Linked DNA regions of Sus scrofa: all the other regions are linked to region 1. The links are chromatin contacts, called in public HiChIP or PLAC-seq maps. All regions are on one chromosome and are shown on one strand. The core of a region is the stretch at or near the end of the contact, and the rest is flanking DNA. Distances in the headings are between cores, read along the strand shown. Region 1 has its middle 140 kb from the start of CBLB. Region 2 overlaps CBLB (E3 ubiquitin-protein ligase CBL-B). Region 3 overlaps CBLB (E3 ubiquitin-protein ligase CBL-B). Region 4 overlaps CBLB (E3 ubiquitin-protein ligase CBL-B). Region 5 holds the start of CBLB (E3 ubiquitin-protein ligase CBL-B).

The links. HiChIP or PLAC-seq counts read pairs in DNA pulled down with a chosen protein or histone mark.
Region 2: an H3K27ac HiChIP or PLAC-seq map of alveolar macrophages shows a contact between it and region 1. The contact joins two enhancer-like sites. A contact is called at or near these places in 1 of 47 Hi-C or Micro-C datasets (embryonic fibroblasts) and 1 of 2 datasets of contacts at active chromatin or transcription factors (alveolar macrophages).
Region 3: an H3K27ac HiChIP or PLAC-seq map of alveolar macrophages shows a contact between it and region 1. The contact joins two enhancer-like sites. A contact is called at or near these places in 1 of 47 Hi-C or Micro-C datasets (fibroblasts) and 1 of 2 datasets of contacts at active chromatin or transcription factors (alveolar macrophages).
Region 4: a contact with region 1 is called in an H3K27ac HiChIP or PLAC-seq map of alveolar macrophages. The contact joins two enhancer-like sites. A contact is called at or near these places in 1 of 47 Hi-C or Micro-C datasets (fibroblasts) and 1 of 2 datasets of contacts at active chromatin or transcription factors (alveolar macrophages).
Region 5: a contact with region 1 is called in an H3K27ac HiChIP or PLAC-seq map of alveolar macrophages. The contact joins the promoter of CBLB here to the enhancer-like site in region 1. A contact is called at or near these places in 4 of 47 Hi-C or Micro-C datasets (adipocytes, fetal heart ventricle, fibroblasts and 1 more) and 2 of 2 datasets of contacts at active chromatin or transcription factors (alveolar macrophages and skeletal muscle).

What each region holds. Positions count from the first base shown.
Region 1 is chr13:153,342,583-153,347,886 of Sscrofa11.1, forward strand. No RefSeq gene overlaps it. Among named protein-coding and RNA genes, the nearest start is that of CBLB, 140 kb to the right of the region's middle. Within about 2 kb of position 2,964, at least 27 of the 83 cell types and tissues checked have an H3K27ac peak or open chromatin away from gene starts, as enhancers often do. A contact at or near this core is called in alveolar macrophages and skeletal muscle, where this site is marked.
Region 2 is chr13:153,597,275-153,602,578 of Sscrofa11.1, forward strand. It overlaps CBLB (E3 ubiquitin-protein ligase CBL-B), which reads left to right. Exons shown (of 19, transcript XM_021070494.1): 6 at 3,332-3,453. Among named protein-coding and RNA genes, the nearest start is that of CBLB, 120 kb to the left of the region's middle. Within about 2 kb of position 2,842, at least 9 of the 83 cell types and tissues checked have an H3K27ac peak or open chromatin away from gene starts, as enhancers often do. A contact at or near this core is called in alveolar macrophages, where this site is marked.
Region 3 is chr13:153,576,602-153,581,905 of Sscrofa11.1, forward strand. It overlaps CBLB (E3 ubiquitin-protein ligase CBL-B), which reads left to right. Exons shown (of 19, transcript XM_021070494.1): 4 at 1,932-2,078. Among named protein-coding and RNA genes, the nearest start is that of CBLB, 99 kb to the left of the region's middle. Within about 2 kb of position 2,285, at least 2 of the 83 cell types and tissues checked have an H3K27ac peak or open chromatin away from gene starts, as enhancers often do. A contact at or near this core is called in alveolar macrophages, where this site is marked.
Region 4 is chr13:153,548,242-153,553,545 of Sscrofa11.1, forward strand. All of the region lies in intron 3 of CBLB (E3 ubiquitin-protein ligase CBL-B), which reads left to right. Among named protein-coding and RNA genes, the nearest start is that of CBLB, 70 kb to the left of the region's middle. Within about 2 kb of position 2,965, at least 2 of the 83 cell types and tissues checked have an H3K27ac peak or open chromatin away from gene starts, as enhancers often do. A contact at or near this core is called in alveolar macrophages, where this site is marked.
Region 5 is chr13:153,478,038-153,483,341 of Sscrofa11.1, forward strand. CBLB (E3 ubiquitin-protein ligase CBL-B) reads left to right here and starts at 2,488. Exons shown (of 19, transcript XM_021070494.1): 1 at 2,488-2,577; 2 at 4,369-4,550. The coding sequence starts at 4,383.

The DNA of each region.
Region 1 (5,304 bases), core at 1,714-4,213:
TTCCTTTTGTGTGTGACTTTTTTCCAATAAATTAGTGGCTTAATAGCAGTAAATGTACATACAGAACATCCAAATAGTTCGAAATACATCTTGATCTGAATAGAAATTTAAAAAATGGTCTAGCAGTACAAAATTCAATCTAGTCTAACTCTCCTAATTTTTAAAGATTTACATATTTACATACAAATTATCACATAACAGGTATGATTTTTTTAGTATAATAATAAGTAATCACCTTTAGAGAACCCCCCACACACACCATTTATTACTTTCTGTGCCTGAAATACTTCCTTTACACAGCTCTTCCCTATTTCTATTACCACCACTGCTACAACTACTACTACTACTATTGCTATAAATGTTACAGCCATCACCACCACCAAGGCCACCACTATTATTATTGCTAAGACTTGTTCTTCAGGTGTCAGCCTTATCCAATGTCTCAGACAGGCTGAGTCCTCAAAACTAGTGTTTTCTTATCAGTTCCTGCAGCCTACATGAGTTGCTAATAAGTGGAGGTATTAATCTCCTCACCCCCTGTTGATCTCATCTGCTAATCAGTTACCATCATATACTATCACATCGAATAGCGTGTCTTGAAAGGAAGAAAGTTAACCCTGCTCTAACCACCACTACCTCTCTCCTTCCTGGTATGGATGGTAAATATCTGTGATTCTTTCATGCCAAGCAAGGAACAACATGAAGGCAGGGACTTACCTTTTTACACAGTTCAGACCACCCATGCTTAGCAGTGTCTGGCATATAGCATGTCATCAATATGTATTTGCTGAATGACTATATAAAGTGGCCATGTCTACATTTCATAGACACTGTAAAGACAAAAGGAACTACTTTGGGTTCTGTCTGCCTTTCTGGAGAGCTTGAATGACAGAATCAAAAATGTCAGTCTCCTGATGGTTCTCAGAGGGCAGAGGATTTCAGAAACAGGTTGTCAAGAAAGAGAACAGAGTGATGAGATAAGTGGAGACAGAAAAGATGTCAGAAGCATTAAAATAAGCACTGGTCAATAACAATCAATGTTCTGCTTAGCTTGTCATGATAGGTGGAAGATTGTGGCCTTGAGGGAATGGGTCCCAGGAGGCAGGAAGTGGACTTTCAACAAAGGAAACCAAAAAGATATAGGAAATGTATATTAAGTTTCTCATTATTTCAGTGGAGCTCTAATTTTTGAAATATATATATATATATAATTTTTGAGATGTAATTTACATACTACAAAAACTCACAATCTACAGTATACAGTTCTATGATTTTTGACAAGTATAATGAGGTATAACAACCACACAATCATAATAGAAAACATTTTCCCTTACCTTCAAGATATTCCTCATTCCCCTTTCTCAATCTCCTCCTTCCTCCATTCCTATTTATCTGCCTACTGCCACTATTGTTTTGACTTTTCCAGAATGTCACATAAATGAAATCAAACAATATACAGATTTTTTAGCCTAACTCCACTTAACGTAATGCATGTGAGATTCACCCACATTTTTGCATGTATTAATAGTCCATGTCATTTTATTTTATTTTATTTTGCGAGGGCTATTCCATTGTGTGTAAATATGGCAGTTTATTCACTGATTGATGAACATTTAGGTTATTTTCAGTTTTTTTTATTACATCTAAAGCTGCTATAAACATTTCATGCACAGGATTTTTAGTGAGCATGTATTTTCATTTGTCTTCAGTAAATAGCTGGGAATGGGATTGCCGGGTCATAGGATGAGTGTATGTTTACCTTTCTAAGAAACTTCCATTCTGTTTTCTGAAATACTTCCTAAATTTTAGTTTCTTAAATTGCTAACATCCTATCTTCATGCATAACCATTGGTAAGGCTAAGGTCTTGCAGATGGTATATAACTATAGTAAGAGAGAAATAGGATGCACATTTTTGATGGGAAGGAAAAACAGATCACATGTGAAAGTATACCATGAGGTATCTTCTGATCTGGCCTAACAGTCCCTATTTTGAAGACATAAGTCAAGATGAAATCAAGGTGGGAGATGCTTCCTGTCAGGTATCATTTACAAATACCCATTTGGCTCTCCTGGCTCTAAGGCTCAGTGCTTCTTGTATTATATACACACCTTGTACCTTCATACACTGATCTGACTCTGGGCTCTATCAGAGGGACTGAGAATGTAATTCTAAAAACTTCATGTGTGCCAGGAAAAAGAAATCATGCCTCTCTGTTTGACAGCATTAACTGTGTCCTGGAGGTTCTTTAAGAAAGGGGAAAAAAAAAAAAAAAAAAAAAAAAAACTAAGAAAGAAAATCTTACTCAAAATACATTTTTTTTTCCTTCTGGCACATTTCCTGAATCCAGCTGGAACTGGAAAAGCATGTGCCAAAATGCAGTTTGGAAAAGTGTTCGTGTTTGTGAGTGTTTCGGCTCTGCCTGGAACCAAGAAGTAGCCAAAGTCTTAAATGTGAATGAGTTCCCCCTGAGCCTTCCAAACTAGTCATATAGTGTGATTTTACCTGGCATTATTGCCATCCAAAGCTGTAACTCTGAGTCTCCAAATATAAAATTTCAGGAAGGAGGTGTCTAATTCCATTAAATAAAGATTAATGAAGATTGGGGTAGACAATGGAAAATGCTTCTCTGCTTCTGTTTGCTAACACTATCAGAACTTTGTACAAAATGTATAAGGCAGATGCCTTCAGAAAGAGAGGGAAAGGATTTAAGAAACCCATGAGCCCTGTCCCTAGAGATCCGGAAGCACTGAATTGGTTTACAGCTCTTCCTGTGGCTGGAGGGAGTAAATAAGCCCCTGTCCATGTGTCAGTTCTTAAACTGGCAGGGGCTATATAGGGCTCAGATAACTCAGTGATGATAGAGTCCTTCAAAATAACTTTTCACATAGTGAAAATAGCACTCTTGACGAGTAGCTCTTCACGAACACTGATTGAGAGTCATACTTTAGTCACCACACATGACCTATCATTTATGACTTGCAGAGCACAGCTGTTTGTGAGTGATCTCTGATGAGTTGTCTTAATAGGAGAAGTTGAGCAAGAAACTTACAGGCTTGTTGCTCATTAATGCTTTCTTGAAACTCTGTGAGAGATACAAGAAGCTGCCCAGAATTTAATAATCATAGAAGAGTAGTCACAGCCCTTATGAAAAAAAAGGAGAAGCACAGAGAAATGAAGCCATTTAGAGTCTGTCAGAGAACAGTGAATTTCAAAAACAACCCTTCTGTTTCATTAAAAATTTATTTATTCAAGTTTAATGTACTTTGAAATGAATTTGCATTTTATAAAGAACAGAATATATTTTCATAATACTAGATCAAGGAAACACCACCCCAGAAAGTTTACTTATATACTGTAACAAGGTCAAGTGGGTTATGCCCTAAATTCGACATACTTGAGTATTAAATTCATGTTCTATAAATTACTCATGATGACATCTTACCTTATAATATAACGTGGCTCTCGATCAAAGCCTTCTTGAAATACACCTTGCACTTCAAGCTCATTTGATCTGAATATACCCATTTTTAATTCCTATCAAAGAAATATGTATAATTCATTTCCTGAAAGTGCACATAGTGAGAGAGTAAGAAATTGAATTTGTTTCTTCTAAAATAATCTTAAATGCTCAAGGGCCTATCATGCAAAATCTTGGCTTACAGACTTCTGGTTCCATTTTTCTGATGAGGAATCAAGCCACAGAGTATTTTTCTAAAATACTTTCTAGCTCATTAAAGTAAAATTATAACATGTTAGACTATTGGGAAAATTTAATGCAGTGGTCTGTAAACTATGGCCCATGGTCTAACCATCTGTTTTTGTAAATAAAGTTTTAGTGGAACCAAGATGTTTCCATTCATTTAAGCAGTGTGTATGCTTTCCTGCTATAGTGACAGGGTTGAGTAATTGTCACAGAGACCATATGGCCCACAAGCTGAAAACTCTTACTGTATGACTTTCAAAAAAGAGTTTGCCAACCCTTGATTTAGTCTATGCCCTACCTTTTATAATAACCAAAAACACAAAAGATTTAACAATTTCCATTACTGTTTGAGACAGAGGAGTTTATTATCATATTATGAAATCTTAAAATTCCAAAAATAGGTTCTGGTTTGGTTTCCTTTGATATATATGTGAGAAAATCTCCTTTGTCCCTTTGTACTAAAATGAGATTGAACTAGTATGATCAATGGAAAAGGGATGTTGACTCTACCGTCTTTCTCAAAGACCCAGATACCAAAGCCTCAGGGAACCTATAGCTTCTTAGTATTTAATGAATTTAAACATTATATACAAAATCCAGTTTTTGTTCAAAAAAGAGCAAAGGACTTTAAAACAAACTAGGTGCATATAATGAGATTGGAAAAATTACAGTAAGGAGCTATGACATAAATCAACCACATGACTCTTCTTGTAATGCTTCCCCTTTTATTCAGTTTAGTTATGACAAAAAGGAAGCACTAGACATTGAAAGGGCAATTGGAATGCTCCTCAGTTAAGTTGTGAGCTGACAGCTTTCTTCAAAGGAGCCTAAGGCCATACTGTAAGAAAGCCCATGAAAGCACTTGACTCCAAGGTGTTCTGAAGTCAGAAAATATCAGAGCATTTTTATCTTAAGGATGCTTGGATAGGATTTTTAATGCCATGTAAAACCTTGATAAAATCATATTGCAGTGTCCATGAATGGTACCCCCTGGAGTTACACAGTGTACAGCCTGGGAAAACATGTGGCACCACTATTTCTGAAGTCCTAGCACTCTCATTTTTTTTTTTTTTTTTTTTTTTTTTTTTTTTTTTTTTTGCTATTTCTTGGGCTGCTCCTGCGGCATATGGAGGTTCCCAGGCTAGGGGTCTAATTGGAGCTGTAGCCACTGACCTACGCCAGAGCCACAGCAACGTGGGATCTGAGCCGCGTCTGCAACCTACATCACAGCTCACGGCAACGCCGGATCGTTAACCCACTGAGCAAGGGCAGGGATCGAACCCGCAACCTCATGGTTCCTAGTCGGATTCGTTAACCACTGCGCCACGACGGGAACTCCCTCATTTTTAATGTAAATCCATTTTTAATAGGAAAAATATAAATTTACAATGTAGAAGTAATTACATATATAAAAGTGATGCGATTTGCATCACTAAAGAGCCTGAGTCCTTAAGCACCTATTTCAATTCACTGACATTCAGTTGCTATAGACCTACCTTTTTTCATCATATTTATCAAAATTCTGTCCAGCAGGCATCAAGAATCTTGCACAATACAAAATATATTTCTGGCTCCAAATATATAACACTTTAAATAAAG
Region 2 (5,304 bases), core at 1,592-4,091, 250 kb after region 1:
AAAAATTGAGTAACATTTATTTTGTTGTTTTCATTGTGTAGTCTATATGAAAAATATAAGCTTTATGGATACCGTAACTGCACAAACAAAAATTTTGTTGCAGTTGTCATATCAGTGGTTAATTGGCAGCGATTCCTACTAGCTTTAAATTGTTGGGACTAGGGTATTTAGCAGAGTAGAATATGAAAGCAGGCAAGGTACCAAAACCCTTAGGATGGGGGTTTGATATAGAGAACTAGCATAAGCGTTTGAAAAGGTATTAGTGGAGGTAAGGAGGTGAAGTTGAGAAATGCACACACATACACACTGGTTGTGTGTATCTGTGTCTCTGTGTGTGTGTGTGAAGTTGAGAATTGCCTAGGAAAGGAAAGTCAGAGAGCTGGTAGAGGATTCCCTTGTGGTGGAAGGGTTCACTTCCTGGCCAGGGAACTTCCATATGTTGTGGGCTCGGCCCAAAAAGAAAAAAAAAAAAAAAAAGAATGCTAGTGGACGCTGGTTTTCCTTTATTCCTCACTTCCTTCATCTTGGTATTTTGTCAGAACTTGAACAAGCGCAAGGAATCACTGGAAAGATCTTGCAATGGCTACCTTCCTCTTCTTGCTCTGCCTTTAATCTTCTTTCTCCTTTCCAGATAGTTCAGAGGTTCTAGAATTAGCAAGTGCTCAAGTCCTCCAGTGATTTTGCTTTCTTCTTCCCTCTCTCTGGGGCTGCTGCTCCCTTCTCCATCCATTTTCCTACTACTAGGGAAGAATTGGTTGTGGAGAAAAGGGGCAATAAATGGGATGTGTAGGTGGCAGGCTAAGGAATGAATGATTTGGGGCAATATACGAGTGACTATAGAAGATGTAGCATTGATGGAATAGGGAGAAAAAAATCATATGTTGTAGTGAGGATTAGGAGAGCTTCTAGGCAGACCAGCTGAGGCCCCACTCCTAATGTAAGTTGTAAGTTGATAAGCGGCTATTCTTGAACATGGTGGCATTGAAAGAATGGAGGGACTGGTCTTCTTAATTCACTTCATTAATGTCTGTGGTCATTTGAGAATTTCCAAATAATTTTGTGCTGTGGTGTCAGAATAGATTTCCTATAATCTAAAAAATCGTGGCGTTTGCTGGTGGCTCAGTGGGTTAAGAATCTGGTGTTGTCACTGCTGTGGCTCTGATCACTGCTGTGGAGCAGGTTCAGTCCTTGGCCTGGGAACTTCTCCATGCCCTGGGCATAGCCAAAAAAACACACCAAAAAACAGATTGCAAAATTCATCCTTCTCCAAAGCACTTTGTTTTGTGTTCTTTAAGCCATTAGTTGGCAAAATACTTTAAACACCCACGCGCATATGTGCACGCGCGCACACACACAAAATACAAAACTACCACGTGTTTCTGTCTGTGGGTTACATTCTCAAGAAAAATGCAAACTCCTTCTATTACATAAATATTTTTGTAGTTAGAGGCTGGTCCTCTGGATTATGTACTAAGAAACTGTTGCTAAATACTGCAGCATTTGGCTCAAAACTCCAGTTTCATTTTTTTCCACTTGTATTTGATCTGTGTGTTGGCTCTCTATAAAGTTTAGCATTTTTTAAAACAATTCTTTCATTAATTTCTGTGGATTTTTAATGAAGATGACTCAAATATTATATTATTTTCATCCTTGTCCTTTGTAGATGAGGAAGCAAAACGAAATAAAACAAAACTCGTTTTACTATAATAGTTGTTTCTCAGTTTTTTAAAGATATCTTATATTCTTCCAAGTATTGTTTATGCAATTTTTAGTCATGCCTTAAGAAGAAAATTAAAAACATGTTTTTTTTAAGAACATAGACAAACCTCTCCTAAGAGTGTTCTCCAGAGCTCATTTTTACTCAGTTAGATATTTTAGTGTGATGGGGAAATACCCTGAAGATTTGTCTTGTTATGTCAGAAAAGGTTAAACTCTTCATCACTAAATCATTCTTTCTCTTATTATCCTCATCTCAAGGGATATAATGCTTAAAGAATTCTGCTTCGTAAATTTGCAAGTTGCTTAACAATACAAGGAACAAGTCTCAAAACAAACAAAAGCAGGAGCCTTTCACCAATAACCATGTCTAGAATGACTCTTTGAGCCACTTCCACTTGGCAACATAAAATACCTTTTTTTTTTTCTTTTATACAGAAGATTTGAGTTAATATTCTGGCACATCAGATGGAGTATGCTGCCAGTTCCTTGGGGTAAATGTAGCTCAGCCTTTAAGATATGGAGAGATGATTCATTCACACCCTCAAGCAAAGTTGTCTATCACTGGCTGCCTTTTTTTCTCTTGCCATGGTAACTGGAGGGACAGCTAATCCTATTAAAGAGAGAATGATACAAACTGTGTGTGTGTGTGTGTGCGCGCACGCGTGTGTGTACACACATTTCCATAAAAGATTTTTTTACAGAACTCACCTCTAAGCTATAAACCTTTTCTGATTTTATCCTTGTATAAGGATAAGCCAAGTGTGGAGGCCTTGTAGGCAAATCGCTCATTTGAAGAGCTCTTCACCAGCAGTAATCTCTGACACTGTGCTTCAGTGCTGGTATGACCTTGGGAAGCAAGACAGGCACGTTCCTTGTTCTCATGGTTAATGGGTAGAATTGGCCAAGTCACTTACGTTCTGTGATAGAGTTTTTTCTGTAAAGTGAGATGTCTAAATGTAGATAATGTACAAAACAGACATACAGGGCGATAAGGAATATGGTGAGAGGTAACAATTTTAAATAGGTTTCCGAGAAGGCCACTTGAGGAAGTAGAAAGAGGAACCCATCACATGGATATTTGGAGAAAGAGTTTAGGAAGAGGGATCAGTGAATGAAAAGGTTCTGAGGGACAGAGTATAATTAAGTTCAAGCCAGCAGCAAGGAGACGTGTGTGTCTAGAGGAAGGGCAGAAAGAGGAGAGTCTTAGCAGACAGGGACAAAAAGGGAACTGGAGATCAATCCTGTAAGGTTCTTCTAGGCCATATACAAGGACTTTGGTTTTTATTCAGAGTTACAGGGTTTTGAACAGAAGAGTGATGTGGTTAATGTTTCAAAATGATCACAATTGCTGTACTTAGAATAGAATTTTTAGAGAAGAGATTATGCCCTCTGCATTTTATTCTTAAGAAATCTGTTTTCTGCATAATCCTATTTCTCCAAAGGAAAATAACTAATTGCATGTTAGCTGTTAGACAATGGAAGTTGACCTAAGACCCATAAACTCATACTCACTTTAAAACTATCCAGGAGAATTTCAGTATGGGTATTAAATGATGGGTTGATGAGTAGCTGCTATTTTCTACATAATTTTTTAATTTATTTATGTTTTTAGCCTTGGGGCTCTATTTTACGGAATTGGAATTTCTTAGCAGTAACTCATCCGGGTTACATGGCATTTCTCACTTATGATGAAGTTAAAGCACGGCTACAGAAATACAGCACCAAACCCGGAAGGTAAGATTTTTTGGCAGTAATATTTTGAGATGTATGTAAAAATGAAAGGTTCTCAGGGTTCCCATCATAGCACAGTAGAAACGAATCTGACTAGGAACCATGAGGTTGTGGGTTCGATCCCTGGCCTTGCTTAGTGAGTTAAGGTTCCAGCATTGCCGTGAGCTGTGGTGTAGGTTGTAGACGCAGCTCGGATCTGGCGTTGCTGTGGCAAAGGCCGGCAACTACAGCGCCAGTTAGACCCCCAGCCTGAGAACCTCCATATGCCTTGGGTGCAGCCCTAAAAAGACAAAAAAAAAAAAAAAAAAGAAAAGTTCTCTGTGGTTTCATTCCTAGGTAATCAGTTACACCCATGGGGATAAGGGGACAGAAATGGTAACAGACCAAAACAGTGCTTCTTAATTGAATTCTTTAAATGGATACATTATACTTGCTCTGAAATTTAGTGTTCATAAAGTGAAAGAGGATAGGGTAATATGTAATTTGATGAATTTAGAGAGTAAGTCTCAGTTTGAAATTAGAGTAAGATATTAGCATATTAACTTTTTTCATGACACCTGTATTTGTGTATAAAATTGTATATGTATATTTGAATAGTCGAGTATTGTGCTGATGACAATAAATCAGTCTCATGTTCATTATTTTCGGGTATTTTTCAAGACATTCAGTTTGGTTCTATGATAAACATCTAATTTCATATAAATACATATTAACACATAAGTACATATAAGTGTACTTACACATATGCGATGCACACATACAAGTACATAAAACATCTTAGGCCCATTTTTAACAATCCAAACCAATTTCACATTCTTGAAAACTTCTTCCATAATACCTCTTGCTTGATGCTGAGATCATGTGAAACTCAGAGCGTGGCTGTTTGATCATCCTCCCTGGCTTAGATTGAGAAATTATACCTTACTAATGGCAAATCTGAGTCACAAAGTCTCTCTTTTCTGCTACAGACATTTCCCCCACATGCAATATATAGAAGGGTATTAGGCACATCGTTGGCCCTTGTGCCACAGCAAGAAGTGCGCTGGGTACGGCTCCACAGCAGTGGCACCTGCCCTCCCTCACACTCAAGCTACAATAGGAGACACCATCCCAGTGTCCATGAGTGCACAAGTGCACTGATTTTCATATAGGGCCATTTCATTTTAGGAATGCATTTGGATGGTTTTGTTTAAAGCCTACCTCTTTCATCTAATTTTCTTATTTGATTAGTAGTGCAAGTGTCCTTTGTCAAACTTGAACAAAGTCCCTTGTAAGTACAGTGTTATTGTTGTAGTGTATTTTTTTAAGTTTTATTGATTTACAAGGTTCTGATAATTTCTGCTGTACAACAAAGTGATTTAGTTATGCATATATACACATCCGTTCTCTTTCAGATTCTTTGATTCCTTTCTTCTTTGCCATAATTAAAATTTCTCCCTTTTAAATTAAAGTTTATTTTGTCTTAGATTTATTCATAAAAACTTAATTTACATAGGAAAATCAAAGACTCAATTAAAATATTTACCTGAACAAAACTTATTTTTTCTTACAAATGAATAGCTATCTGTATAAAGGTTCCACCTTTTTTAAATTAAATTTTATTTTTTTAATGATTTTTTATTTTTTTCCCGTCATAGCTGGTTTATAGTGTTCCATCAATTTTCTACCTTTTTTTATTTTTAAGAATTTATGTGGTATCTTGGAAGAAGGTAGTGGGTACAGAAAACAGTGTGGCCCCTGTGGAGTCTTTGGTTTAGACTGAGAGCTGGTTCTCATTGCATTGTAACTGCGAGGGCAGGTCAGGTATTGTGCACACTGACAGTGGTATAAGTGAGTCATTTTATTTCAGTTCAA
Region 3 (5,304 bases), core at 1,035-3,534, 230 kb after region 1:
TCCTAAGACTGAATTTCTTGTATCTACCGTCATCTGAATGAGGATGTGTTGACATAAATGAGAAGATCAAAGATTCAGCTAATGAAAGAAGGTTTACCTTTGAATTAGGCTGAGTTGTGAGGAAGTGTGGCTGAATGTAAGAAAATGATGAAACGTTTTGCATAACCATACTGATTTTGCAGATTGTTTGTTGTTGTCAGTCAAGCACTGAAATAAGGCCTAAGTTCTGTCCCCTCTTTTTCAGAAATCTTGTAGACGAAAAAAGATTAGGGAAATTGAGACTTTGGTTATCTAAGAGAGATGAATTTTTTGAGATGTAGATGACTTTATACTTTATTGCTTTCTCTTCATTTCTACTTTTTCCACTTTATATTACAAGTACCTTCATTTATTCTGTATTCATTTTATGTAGGAAGTTACATGTTTCCTTTTCATTAACTTTACTGAGAGGTGCATAATACATGATCTCTTTGGTACCTAACATTTTTTTTTTTTTTGCTTGTTATTTGAGCATCATTAAACATAGGTACATGAGTAAAAATGAGGCAAAACCCACAACTTTCAATGTCAGAGTCCTGCTGAAACATTGTATGATGTTGTATTCATTGCAGAATCGATGGCTTTCCTTATTTTTCCTCTCTATTTACTTTGAGTGGTAGGGAAATTGCCTCCTCACCACCCCCATCCCTGACCCCTCAACACATACACGAAAGCACCTGAAGCTTCAAAATGAAAAGATATATATGTACCTGTTTTGTTCTGGTGCTTCTGAGTAAGCAGGAATATAAAGAGGCAAGATGAGCTCAAAATGGAAAAGTTCTGTGGAATTTTATCTTTTAATTGCTTCCTTACTATGTAGCACTAATAGTGTGGGGCTGTTTAACATAATGTTGTAAACTTATGAAAAGCTAAGAAGGAACGCAGATGATAACTATTATTTTAAAATATCAGTTATGTTTTGAAGCATGCTTTAAGTCTTGTCAGAATCCCCAGAACTTAACATGGAAAATAGAATAGAGACAACACCTATATTTCCCTCATTCCAAATCATTTTTTCATATTACTATCACTTTTTCTTTCTAAAACAGATTCGATCATTTCCTTAATGTTGTTTTAAATCCAATTTGGTTCCCCATTCCTTATTACAGAAGCTTTTTAGGGACTATGTTAGAATTAGCAGGGAGCTTCTAAAATATGCACCTATCAGACCTATCATCTTATCTATCAAGTGATGTATCATACACTTGCCATTTCTATCTCGATTGTGATAGAAATGGCAAGTGTATTTGACAAAAAATTGCATTTATTTTTTCAGTTGCCTCTTTCTCATATCCCAGACTTTTTCTTCTTGTCTAATGCCATTTCCTCCACTCACCTTCTGCTCTTCTCTAGCCATTTTAACCTCAGATAATATCCAAATATTTCTCTTACATACCTCTGTGCTTCTCTACATGCTATACCTGCTGTCTGAAATCCCTTCTTCCCTCCCTTCCATCCCCTCCTCTCAATTAGTCTGTCAAACACCTGTTTTTATCTTCCTAGATTCTCCTCTGATGACACCTTTCCTTATTCTCTCATGTAGAAATAGTTGCTCTGTTGTTTAGCATTTATATTTTGAGTTTTTAAAGTGTCCATCTCTCGCATTAAAACCCATGTAATTTATCTTGTTTATGTTTATTTTAAATGAATACATGGATGACTAATAGAAACCCTCTTAGGGATTTAATATTTTTATGAACATTGTCTTTAAGGGCTTTATTGAGTTGACCTAGGTTGATCCTGTACATAAGTTCATTTTTCACTATATATATATATATATGTATATATATATATATGTGTGTGTGTGTGTGTGTGTATATATATATCTCCATTAAAACTTAAATGCCTATATATTTATTTTTTCCTTTTTCTCTCTCCCCTTGTGTCTACAGACGAAATCTCACAAAACTATCCCTTATCTTCAGCCACATGCTGGCAGAAATCAAAGCGATCTTTCCCAATGGGCAATTCCAGGGAGATAACTTTCGTATCACGAAAGCAGATGCTGCTGAATTCTGGAGAAAGTTTTTTGGAGACAAGTAAGTACAAATCATTTTACCATTTGGATCTTTGAAGAATGACTTAGACCTACCTTCAGTCCCATATGGTTAGATTTTACCTGAGTATTTTGAGAATTAGACTTCAATGTTGTTTATCTTTTCTTCTCCCCCCCGCTTCCGCTCCCATGGCATGGGGAAGTTCCTGGACCAGGATCTAACTGGCGCCACAGCTGTAACCCAAGCCACAGCAATTACAGCACGGATCCTTAACCTGCTGAGTCACCAGGGAACTCCCACACTTTAGGGGTTTTTAATAAGTGTTTTGCTTGCTACTTTTTCTGTTTAGCCACCAAAAGTAGACCGCAATAACTGCACAATTTTGTTATTACCAAGTAAATATTAGTTATATGACATTTATTTATTTGATGAGCACTCAGTGAGTTAAATAGTTTGCTCAAAGAGGTATGTATGGTAGAGTATATATGAGAAGGTAGTAAGTTTTTCTAACTTAGTGCACACATAAAACACATATACAAAATAAAAGGCATAAATAAATTCAAGGCATAAATTTAATTTAAATTTAACATAATATAAAAAAAGCCATAAATAGATTATTCTGACACTTCAGAGAAGGAAACAGTTGCTCAGGATTGCAGGCATTGGAGACTGCTTCTGAGAGGAGGTAGAATGTAAGTAAGCTTGACTAAGATCTGAAATTGAAGTGGGAAAAGGCCTTAGCATTGGGGTTCAGGTTTTCTTTGTGTAACTGCACAGAAGGTATACATGTGTGAACAAGACATAAAAATGGGGATAATGGTATCACAAAGTTGAATGATCTCAGAAAATAGTTAAAGATGTTTTCCTTCAGGTACCTCCTCTTCTCCAGGTGAGCTTGGTAAATAATAGACATTAAATATCTGAAACCTACACAACTTAAATAAGATTTGAAAAACTTTGATCAGAACTCTCTCAGTAAGATGACCAAGAATTGAACATCACGAGGCAAATGGTTTCTTCAGTAACCTTCTAAGGGTCCCCTTTTTTATATAAGAGCTCCCTCAGAATGTCCTTGACTGTAGGCAGAACCCTGGCTAAGTATTAAGGAAAAAGAATGATCATATACACAGATCATTGTTGTCATCCTGTAGTTAAATTCTGTATTTATGCATTAGCTGATGAAATAAGACATGCAGTGTTGGCATACACTTTCGATGGTCTTTGTCTTCAGATGCTGATGAATTAATTGTAATGTTAGCTCCCCCCCCCCTTTTTTAATGAAGTGCTGTGTTTATCTATAGCTACTACATGGTTAGGATATACTTACATAGAACAGTGCACATTTTATTGGATACATAATTTTTTATTTCAAAAATATTGAAACCTTTTCCTCCTTTTTAAAGAAAATGTATTCTGAATTATTTTAGGCACTAAAGGAGGAAATACTATTATTGCCATTAACAGGGACCTTCTATGTTCCAGAGATCTAGCTATTTGTAATGCTCCTGTATCCATTCTCGAATGAGTACTTAAAAAAAAGAAAAGTTTCATCCTCATCTGAATTAGACTAACAGCCAAGAGCATACTACTTAAATATATGTGAAGAGTAGAAAGCAGAAAGGGACTACAGAGTTCTGGGAGTAAGAACTGAGGATTTCCTGATATTTCATATATTAGTACTCTGAGCAATGCAAACAGCTAGTAACCTTCAAAATAAACCATTTTAAAATTTTAGGAAAACCTATCAGACAAATTGCTTGTGGTATTTGTTTTTGAAAACTGAAAATGCAGGTCAGTTATCAAATTGTTTGCTTGTTAAAAGGTCAGTAAAAATGGAAAGATTGCTCACACATTTTTTTTTTTTAAGAGAGAAGTTTGTTTTGCTGGCACCTCAAGCCACAGAGAATGATGTATTTAAGACATCTTTACTTCCCTCTATTTATAACCACAGACATCAAGGGGCTAAAAGTTCTGTCCGGTTGCTACATGTGTGAAGTCACTACTGAATCGAATGTGGGATTCTTGAAATGCCAATTAAATACTCTCCCTACCTCCCAAACCCTTGTACCTTTGTCTCCTGTCTTCGCTTGCTTGAGAAAGCTTCTTAATTTGTCTTTTAAGATTTTTATTTTGGGAATGAGAGCCAAATTTAAAGCTCCTCCTGGAACTTAGACATATTTCTGTAGTCATCAAAGTGAGTGGTTCTTTTATTAGATCATTGGAGAAACCATGTTTATAGTCTCTGTGGGTTTTCACCTTATAGTTCCACAATATTTTATTGATTAAATGGGTGAATGAATGATGCATCCTCTTATAAGGTCGAATCCTTTCATTTTCCCTACACTCTAATACTAGTTTGCATTTTTGCACAACTTAGTTCTCATACAGAAGTATTCCTGTTATTTATCTCACTAGATATTGAGGCCATGGAGAATGCTTTGGTTTGACCTAACCAGTGCCTTTAAACTTGAAAGCAGTGTTATTTCTAAAAACCAAAGCATTGAGAGGTTAGTTCTGAAAACAGCCAAACAGATTATGATTTTTATAGAACCTCTTTTAACTTAAGGACAATTATTGTGACTTTTTATCCAAAAGGAACTGTAAGCAAGAATAAAATATGAGGATTGAGTTAAAATTTGGAAAAAGTTATTGTTCAAACTCCTAAAGGCAATTTTAGGATTAAGGCCTAAAAAAAACAGGCAGCAGACAAAAATCTTTAGGTGTAATGTGCCTAATGCCTCATTTCTGTGCCTCTCAACCTTTTTGAAGTCATTACATAGCCAAATCTCTGCTCAAGAACCAAGCCCAACTGCCAAGAGGTTCTGCCTGGCTGCAGTCTCCAGGGGATCAGTAATGCGTCATGTTATCAGGGTAAACTGGTTGGGAATTACTGCAGTTGTTAGGTTTTTATGCAGAGTTACTGAACGCTTTAATAGTTGATTTCTGCTTTTGCTTTCTTAGTCTGTTGACCAGGAGATAGTAGAAATATGGAGGAAAAGAGGAGTGGCATTATTGAATAAATGTGTCTAAGTAAATTCTGCCCAATGAGACCAATACCAAACTGAACCTTCACCCTCTGGATTAGTAGTTTATAATCTGGAAACTCTAAGCATGAGGCTCAAAAAATGTTTTACTAGATGTTAAAACAAAAGTCCCATGAATGTGCTTAGACTCTGGGTGACAGTTATTTTTTTAATAAGCAAGTCAGGTAGCTGTTTCTAGACTACTCATGCTAAGCACTTCTTGACATTGAGATTTAGATTTGTTT
Region 4 (5,304 bases), core at 1,715-4,214, 210 kb after region 1:
CTCTCTGTCTGTCTGTCTGTCCGTCCATCCTTCCTTCCTTCTTTCTTTCTTTCGAATCATAGCAGAGGATACAGATACATGAATATAATTCAAAGGAAGGAAAAATGTAAATGCCACAGTATATTGGCTAGGTGCTATGAGGCTTTAGAGCGTAGAGTGCCTAATTGAAGCTTCAGGGCCCGAAGGGGATAGCTTCACTAATGGATGAGTGGCATTTTCCAGCACCCCTGGGAAGGTGGGGTCTTGCAGTCTGAAGTAATAATATGTGTAAAGATGGGGGGTTCTGAATGTACCTGGTATTCCAGAGAATTCTAAGTAATAGCATAAAAAGTTCATCAGATATTTTAAGAAGAGATGTAATGAAAAAAATGTGCTTGGAATTGTCTGTTCAGGCTAGAGAGAATGAATGCCATGATGAGAAATATGGACGTTCTAAAAATTAGAAAATTGACTTTTATTCCAAGAGGCGAATGAAGTGATCTGACCTGTGCTTTAGAAAGATGATGATGATTTGTATGCAAATGTACCAGATGGGATAGATTGGAGGCAAGAGGGACCAGTAGGTACATGGCCGTCGCTTGGATGAGAGATGGTGAAGGACAGCTGTTGTGATTCATCCCTTGTGGTGGTGGTGGGTATGGATGTGACTCTGTGGTGAGGAAGACCAGCTGATGCACATAGTGTTGGTTCTCTTTTTAGGTATTGGGAGTGAAGGTATTAGAGACAGGATGGTCTCTCTCTGGGGAGTGAGGAAACCGCAGTTCTGTGGGAGAGAGGACAATCTAAGTGGGTTCATTTTAAAGAGATGAAAACTAAAGGAAAATGGGAGCGAAGCAATGGATATAACAAAAGGTAGGAGCAGATGAGCTCAAAGGACAGTGCTGTCCAATAGAAATAACAGTGCGAGGCATGTGTAATTCTCAATTACCTAGTAGCTATGTTTAAAAAAAGTAAAAGGTCCCAGAAAAAATTAATTTAAAAATATATTTGTTTAACCTAAAATATTATCATTTCAACATATAATCAATATAATACATTCTTAATATTTTACACTCTTTTTCATACTCCTAGACATCTAGTGTGTACATAGTTGCACTTACAGCAGGTCTCAGTTTCGACTAACCACACTTGAAGTGCTGATAGCGCATGTACCTAGTGACAGTCCCCATAAGCCAGTGAAGGGTTAGAAAGTCTTTTTCTTTTTTTTTTTTTTTTTTAAAGTCATCTGCAATTTATATAAGTAATGTTGGAGGCAGGAACTTTACTGTGTGATCAAAGTGCTGTATGAGAACTGCTAATTTCTAATTAATAATTAATTTAATGGAGTAAAGTTTACCTTAAGAGAAAAAACACAGGTTCTTGGGTGAATGGAAGAAACTTCTAGCATTAATCTAAAAAGTACTCCTGTAATTGAATGTCTTGCTAGTCCCAGTAGCTATTTCCAGGTTCGAATATCTCAAAGCCAGCAATACATTTTTGAGGGGCAGATGTAACTTTAATAAAGTGTCCATTTAGAGAAGTGTAACATCATAAATATAAGTTCATTGCATTATCTTTAAGAATATGTATCCAACATTATTAACATTGTTAAATGAATCAGCTTCCGGATTATTTTTATTTTCCACTAAGAATGCACTGTTCCCCCATCCCCAACCTGTTGGAATAATAGAACAAATAATAAAAATTAGCACTTGAAGGAATTCTAGAACACAGCTGAGGAGGGCACAGTTGAGCCACAACTCCACTCTGTGCTACACACACAACATTCAAGGCATAAACAGAGTGCTTTGAGGTGGGCTCCTTTTTACTGAGCTTTGAGAATCGTCAGGAGATGGTTCACTCCATTAAAATAAACTCTGAATGTCTTTATGGGACTCTGGAGCTGTAGTTAATAACACATTGCAGTTATGTTGGGGAGTCAGGGACATACAAACTACTATACAAAGGTAACTCAGTGGGGTCTTGAAAAATAGACCTCCAGCCTCATAAATTCAGTTTCCTCAATTACTGAGCCTAAAAGAATAAACAGAGGTTCCATAATTATTCTACTAGTTGTGTATTCTAAGTCTCTTGGGTAATTATCACAACTAAAAATTACACATTACAATAATCACAACTAGCAAATTACCTGAAATTGCTTGCTCAGTGAGTATCTTGAGCAACTAAAATTTGTACATAAAATGACTATGCATGAGAGCTATTTATAATGGATTACTTGCTAGCATTGGCCTGTGTGAAGACTTTGCTGATTTCTCTCATTTAATTTTCATCGTTACAGGTTTAAATGTTAACCTGCCTCAGTATCTAAGCCAATGAGTTGTCCTATTTTTAGAATAAAGCAGTTAAATTAAATCAGTGCCATTAGATACTATATTAAATATATACATATATTTATAAATTCCAAGAAAATACTAACTTCTTCATATGTTAATCCTTTTGCTAACATCATTACATTTTTTCATTATTAAATGCAAATTTTAGTGTCTTCCAAATGTTTTAGGGAACTGATTTAATAGTAGAACCCACTGATACTCTGAAATGTCTGATGTTTCATTTGGGCTACTTCCATTCTGTAGTATGAGTGAAGGTATGTGATATGTCTAGGTGGAGCTAGTTAATCATCTCCCTCTTCTCTGACCTTCCCTCCCAAAACAGAGGACCAAATGAATGATTTTTATTGGTAGACTCTTGGGATTTAAACTTTTTTTTTTTCCCCTCTTTCAGTCCTGGCTGTGAGTCCTTTGGAAACTGTGGGACTTGCACTGGTGACAAACATTTGAGTCTGGGACTTTGGTTTTTGGCACCTGTGAATTCTCAAACTTTCACTTAAGTTTCTAGTTGGCTGCTCTGAAGATCACTGGCCCCTCACCTCTTTTGGCTCACAGACACTTCTAAGAATGTAGTAGAGACCTATGGCTCTCTTTTTTCAAAAAGAGGAATGTAAGCTCATGACCAATTTTGCATAAGGCCAAGGAGGAATTAGTGAGACTAAGAAGCAAACTGGGAACTGTTTCAGTTGGAGAGGACTGGGTATGAGAAGGAAACAAAATCATTTAGTTAACTACAAATCATGTGTGCAGATTGCAACGAGGAATGAGGCTAGAGGCAGGGGCCAAATAATGAAGAGCAGGAATCTGACTTCCAGTCTGATTTGGCTGTATATGAGTGTGGAAGTTTCTTCTTGAGGTATTGTAGCTTTATATCACATTAGTGGCTTGCTTACAGGATTATCTTGAAAGTTATTAATATGATTCAGGTAATTATTTCTGGAAAATTTGTGTTTTTATCACCTCTATTCAGATAGGTGTGATTCCGTTTATATATTTGGAGAAATCTGTTTCCAGTGCCTCTTACGCCCGGGAAACCTCCTCATCTTACCCCAAACATCCCTGACATCCTTCCAGATTCTTTCATTGTAGGTCACAGTGTCCTGCTGACAAAGGTGGAGGCCTGAGCCTGTTGCCATTCTGAGGCATGTTTTTGAATAAATGCAATCCTTAATTCTTAACCTTTAGTAGTTTTAACAAATTGTTGTTGTTGTTAGCACTAGGTTAGCTGAGAGTTGTATCTTTCCCATGCCCAAACAACCACAATAGTACGTTACAAAGACGCCTTCCAGATGAGGGGTGGGCTCGGCCTAGCTGGTTTTAGGAAATCCCCGAGCTGTTCCTACCACACGGAGTGAAGGAGGAAGACCATTTCATGTGGTTAAGCACAACAAAGTTCTCTATAAAATGAAAATTAAAATTGTTCAGACCTGTCTTAATGCTTAATGTGTACGTAAAAGGTTAAATGACTAATTTGGCCATTTGCAGAGGATTACTCATTTTAACTTTTGGGTTTATTTTCCTTTAAGTAGCCAAACATATTTTAAAGAGTCTATAATATATGGAAATATTAAAAATATGATATATTTTCTCATTAAAAATACTATCTTCACCCACTTTTATAAGTATGGTATTTAACACAGTCATTAAATATTATTTAGTCTCCTATACCTGGGCTTTGCAAGCTATTAAAGTTATAGACCATTTATGTGTTAGTAGTGGTTGTTTCTTTTCATGTTATTTTCCTGGATTTTTAAAGATGACTTTCATTAATAAGCCAGTTTTCAGTGCCAGAGAGAGGATAAATCCTTTCTAAAATTTGACTTTCTACCTGCTCAAGTCATGAGTGATTAAAAAAAATTTTTTGTGTGAAAACTCATTGGTCACACATTCAAGAAGTCTGTTTTAAATCTCTTGCCAGGATTTTTTTTTTTTTTTTAATGTGCTGAGGTAGCATTCACTCTCACATCAAGCCAAATGGATCAAAATTAATTTTTCATAAAATTTGCATTTGACTGTATTTCACAATTTGTTTTTGTGTTTATTTACTAAATCTGATTTGTGCAGTTTTCTAAAGCCTAAATTCTGTCTTTACACTTGCTCTCTTTGTTTCTGTGCCAATATGCTATAATTGTAGTTTCCCAGTAAGTCAGGATTTATTTGAGAATTATCCATAGGTATCCAAGGGATATTACTTGACTCAGAGTTTTGGATTGGGGTTCCTGGCTTTATGTTTATTTTCTTTTCCTACAAATTTGTTTGTAATTTCAGGTTTTTATCAGCATACCTATTGTGATCAGATTAGAGGTTGCCATTTAAAGAATTCTAAAGTTAATTTTCCTCTAAATTAAATGTGTGAGTCTTGGCAGTGATTCCCAGCCATTGTAATCTGTCAGAATCATCTGGAGAGCTTTAAAAGCAGCACCAGTGCCTGATACTCTCTAGGGCTCTGATTGACTTGAGTTGCGGCAGATCTTTATGACAGGCTCTACAAGCTCCTCAGGTGATTCTGATGTGCAGCTCACCTTGGGAACCACTGAGTGTTTGAAGTACCCTGAGCTCGTATTCAGTGGTTTTCAACTTGGTTGCACATTGATGTCACTTGGAGAGCCTTAAGCAGCTTTGATGTGCCAGTCCCTCTCCCAAAAGTTTTGATTTAATTGTTCTATGATATTGGCTGGGGCATAGGATTTTGTAAAAAGCCAGGTGACTCTAACACACAGGCAAGTTGAGAACCATTGGTCACCAGTTCTTTTTTTTTTTTTTTTTTTTTTTTTTAATGAGGAATCTGAGGCTCAAACCAAAGAAATTAAGTGACATGTCCAAGATCCAAAGGACAAAGCCAAAATTCTAATCTTTAGGCTTGGAGTCAAATGGTTTTACCAGGACATTCCATATTTTTATGAAAGTATGTACAGGTTTTGGTATGTTAGAAGTACCCAAAAATTATATTCATTTGCTGTCTAGTCCAGAATCT
Region 5 (5,304 bases), core at 1,238-3,737, 130 kb after region 1:
TTTGTATCCACATGCTCCCTGGGAGATAACTGTTTTGCGTTGTGTCATTCTGATTTTGAGTTAGAGGGGCACTGTAAATTTATCTTGTAGGAAAAATAGCATCTTGTTTGAAATTGTGAATAAAGCGGACTCTCCATTGCACTGAAACAGGGACAACCTTATACTTCCTCTTCAATACCTAGTCAATCCATTCATTCACCAAATATTTTTGAATAGCTATTATAAATCAAATAAGTTATGGAAAGTCTTTGTTATTTAATCAACCTATCACTTGTGTCACCTGGGAATTTGGTGAAAGTAGAAAAAAGAAAAGAGGAAAAATTGAACTGAATGGAAAAGAAATCTAAATATTTTCCCAAATATTTGTCTTCTTTTTAAAAAATTTTTTTTCCCTGGAGTTCCCATAGTTGTTCAGTGGTAACAAACCCAACTAGCATCCGTGAGGATACAGGTTTGATCCCTGGCCTCTCTCAGTGGGTTAATGATCCAGTGTTGCCATGAGCTGTGGTGTAGGTGGCAGACACTGCTCTGATCTGGTGTTCAGGCAAATTCTGATTCCTATTTTGGGTTCCGATGGTTATCTCCCAGGGAGCATGTGGATACAAACCTACTACACCAGAACTCAACTTGGACTCAAGATGGCTTTGATACAAAGCTAGTAGAGAATGAAGATATGGTTTCTTGACATTATATATATATATATATATTTATATATATATAATGTGTGTATATACATATATATCTTATATCATAAAACTTATAATTTGTATCAATATATGCTTGATATCACAGCCAGTGTCATTTTCTCATCAAGTCATCTCAGTTGCAAAACTAACATCAAAGGAATGTCACATGCTATAACATGTATTTTGCTTATTCTACTTTTATCTGGATATGAATATGAGTAATGCACTTAGTTATAATGTTCCTTTAAAGCACTCTTTTCCTACGTGCTGAAAAACCTCCTACACATTTATTCTTTTTGGATTTATTTAAAAGGTGACCAGGAGTTCCCGTCATGGCTCAGCAGAAATGAATCTGACTAGTATTTATGAGGACACAGATTTGCAGGCTTTGCTCAGTGGGTTAAGCATCCGGCATTGCATTGGTGTAGGTTGCAGACATGGCTCTGAACCAGCGTTGCTGTGGCTGTGCAGTAGGCCAGTGGCTACTGCTCCAATTTAACCCCTAGCCTGGCAACCTCCATATGCCAAGGGTGCGGCCCTACACAAACAAAAGAATAACAAGAACAACAACAAACAAAAGGTGACCAAATAAATATTTCCTTTTGCCAGTCTCCCTTTAGTAAATTTAGCTACTGTTACATAAGTAAAGAAGATATGCATGGTTGGACAAGATATGGAAAGACCAGTATTTTGTAGATAAACACAACGTGAAAACAAGGAACTACTCTTTAATTACTGGCATAGAAATAATGGCAAAAAAGAAAATTACTTCCAGAACCACATTTTATCATCTGACTAGTTGCAAAGAGCACATTTTGTCTGTTTTCATCAAGTGAAAATCATAACCATCTGAATTTAGGGCTGTAAAGAATGTTTTTAACAACTCAGGATCCTTGACAGTAACTATCCCATTACTAAAATGGTTATTTAGCTAGACAGTGGTTAGAACCCTTGAGAAACATTTTATCAGGTTAACTGGTTAGAGGAAGAATAAAAATATGTATATATTAAAAGACATAAATTATCACATCTGAGAAGCCAAAGGTGTAAAGTGTATTCAACACTACCAACTGTAGTGTAAAGAAAATTCCAAAGCATGACAATTCAAAGCAATTGTTAGTAGTACTTGTGGTAGAACTGAAGTGAAATAGAAATATAAGGCATTCGTTTAATTTATGATCTTGTTGAAAAACGGTCCCAACACAGTAGATTTTTCCTCCTAGGACAAGCCAGATGTGGGACTTCTAAAGACATTGGTATGGAGCCACAGAGAGATTTCAAATGCTGGGAGAGAATGGCAAACACAGAGTAAAGGTGACTCAGACAAAATACAAAAGCTATTTCCTCTTCAGTCATTTATACAGCAACTCGTACTAAATAAAAATGTGCAATATATATGTTAGAAATTCTTATGGTCTGGTGCTTTTACTGCCCTGGCATGATTAGTTGAGACAATTTAGCCAACGTTGTCAACTATTTACTTTTTCATCATCCTGATATTTGATCAGCAATTCCTCCAGAACTAACAGTAAAAGGGAAACAGCCAGAAGTTTTGGTCGGTAATCAGGTGTTAACCCTAGTCTATTTTATGAAAGGTTTATACCTCATCTTAGAAAGCTGACTGTTTCTCTTTTTTGATAGCCAACAAGAAGCAATGCCTTAGGCCTATTTGGTTGCTGTCCTGGGTAGAAGAGTTTGGCAGCCCTAGGGAGATGAATTCTTCAGCCTTGGACACGCCCAGAGTAAAGAAGCAACACCCTCTCAGCCACTACTCTGTTGCTATGAAACAAAAGACTAGGAAGGTGAGCGAAGCAGGAAGTCCCGCCTTTTAGCTGGAGTCGGCTTTGGCTCGGGTTCCCAAGGCTCACGCCCACCCGCCCACTCGTTATTGGTCAGTTCCCTAGTGCCTTGATTCCTTTCTTCCATTTCCTTTCCCTTTTCTACTTTCGCTCTCGGGTGAGTCCGATCCCCCCATTTCCCACTGAATCCCTTTCTGTTTGGGAAGTGCGGCGAACGGGGCCATTCCTCTGGGGCCATTGTGTACTGTGGAAGACGTGGACCGGGTGGTAGTGCGAGGAGGACGGGTGCCTCCCGCCCATTGGCGCCGCCCGCTGTCCGGCAGGGCACGAATGCGCGTGATTGGCCCAACCCCGCGAGGCCCCACCCTGGCCCCGCCCCACCCCTGGCTCTTGCTGTGTGTATCCTACAGGGGTGGGGTGTCCAGCGAGTGGTCTCCTCCTCCAGCCAGGGCTGCTGCGGCGTCCCGCGGCCTCCCCGAGTCGGGCGGGAGGGGAGAGCGGGCGTGGATTGGTCTTGACGGTAATTGTTGCGTTTCTCCGTCTCGGTGGCTTTTGCTCTGAGTCGCTCCTTCCTCCGGAGTGGGCTTTTACGGCGATTACACACTCCTTGCCTGGGCTACCCAGGCGCCCTGTTCTCAGGGCGTGTAGAATCGGACCCGCGCACACGCGTGTCTCTGGGCAGCTACAGCGCCGAGACGCCAGGAGGGAAAGGGGCGCTAGGGAGGCTCGACGCTGCTTTCCGCCCGGGGACCCGGGGGCAGCCAGGCGCGGGCCACGGAGGAAGAAGGGACAGCCCCGGCTTCCAGCTGCTGTCGCCGCCGCCGTCACAGTTTGAAGAGGGGTATTTAAAGCCTGGACCCGAGCAGGGGCAGGGGAGGAGGAAGAGCGAGTTAAGGGAGGCGGGCGGCTGGAATTGCAGACAGCCCCCGGGGCGCGTCTACCTGGGAGCCAAACGCGGAGCGTCGGAGACGCCACTGGGCTGCGGGCGCTGGAGAGGCGAGGGGATACTTTGTCCTTTCTCTGTCCACCTTCCTCCCCCAGCTGTGGTCCGAGAGTGGCAGGGGAGGGGCCTGAGCAGCAAGGAGGCACAGATGTCCCGAAACAAAGCTTTGGACCCCCTACCCCCACCCTACTTGGATGAGACGAGAGGCAAGGAGCGAAAGAAGTGAACTCTCTCCTTTCTGTGCCCGCTCTTGTCAGTTTCTCTCGCTTTTAAAATGGGTTGTTTGTTGGATTATTTGGCTCTTAACTTTGGGGCAGCTCCTCAACCGCGTTGGTTTAAAGAACTGTGTGTTCGTGTGTCCATGTTCATGCGTCTGTACTGGTGGTTTTAGCGGGGAAAATCCAAGTCCTAAGCCTTTGTTGACAACAGACGTGCCCCTTAGGCTCCTGTAGAATAATCTTTATGTTTATATAATTTGGTGAGATCTAACAGAGTGAAAGTGCGGTTTTGGAGTGAGGCTCCCCAAATCTTTTCTAAGGGCTTGAGTTCTAGTCTTTTTAATTGGGATTAAGGCAGGGAGGATGAAAACATCGTGCTCTTACCTAGTTGGCAGAAATCTCTATAAGTTTTTTGTTATGAGTTGGGTATTAATCAAGCCTTCACTACTTGCAGTGTGAGAAGGGTGCATCTTTAACCCTTAGTGTTCCAAAAACAAATCTAAGGTCATTGCTCCTAAATCTCTTTGTGGTATGTAAAGATTGAGAGTACAGATTCAAATACTACTGAAAAGTTGAATCTGGGACCCTGGATTTTGTTCTCATTGATGGTGGAAGATTTAATGGGTACACATGAAGCTGTTTTTTTTTGTTTTTTTTGTTTTTTTTAAAGTATTTTCATAACCAACTAACTTTTTTTTTTTTTTTTAATTTCCCTTTCCAAGAACTAAGATTCCAGATGGCAAATTCTATGAATGGCAGAAACCCTGGTGGTCGAGGAGGAAACCCCCGAAAAGGACGAATTTTGGGTATTATTGATGCTATTCAGGATGCTGTTGGACCCCCTAAGCAAGCAGCAGCAGATCGCAGGACAGTGGAGAAAACTTGGAAACTCATGGACAAAGTGGTAAGTTCTGACTGTGCCTGTACAGAGCTCAGTTCACCCTGGATATGGTTTCTCCAGTTTTACTTATACTGTTAATTTATAATAATTACTGTTATGTCTTTTGATTTGGAGTGACCACTTATATGTGCTCTGAGTGTTTTGAAAAGTTGGATTCAGGGCAAAGATTTGTTTTCTTACCTTTTGTCCCACTCTTCAGGGTTCAAAGGTCCTCTATATAACTCAGATATGCAAAGTTTTTTACTGTTGGCTGCTCTTTGTTAATGCATGGCATAGAATAGTTTGTAAGTGTTTGTTCCATCTTACGTAAGGTTGTGTTGCTCTTAGATAACAAAGGACTCCAAAAAAGACTGCAAACGAGTAATTTCAGAAATGTCTCAGCTGGACCACTCATGACAACCACAGCGTGTGATGCTGAGAATGTTTGCTGGGGAAAGAACCAGATTAGTCCTTAAGTGAGAGTTTCCATTTTCCTCTCTGAGAATTCATCTTCATTAAGAAACTTTTTTGTTGTTGTTAGTGGTAGAGTTACAGTGTCTTTCATCTATTCCATTTTGAAACAGGAAACCTTTCTGATTGCGCATTGTTTATTGTGAAAGGAAAATTTATGATGGAGGTGGTGGGACTGAGAGTTATCAGAAACCTCTGTGGTTTCTACATGTTGCTTTCAGATGAACTACAGCTTTACAAGAAGAAAAGTCTAGGCAGAACCCAGAGAAGCCTAGGCAGCCTGCATACTTTACAGGGGTCTACAGAG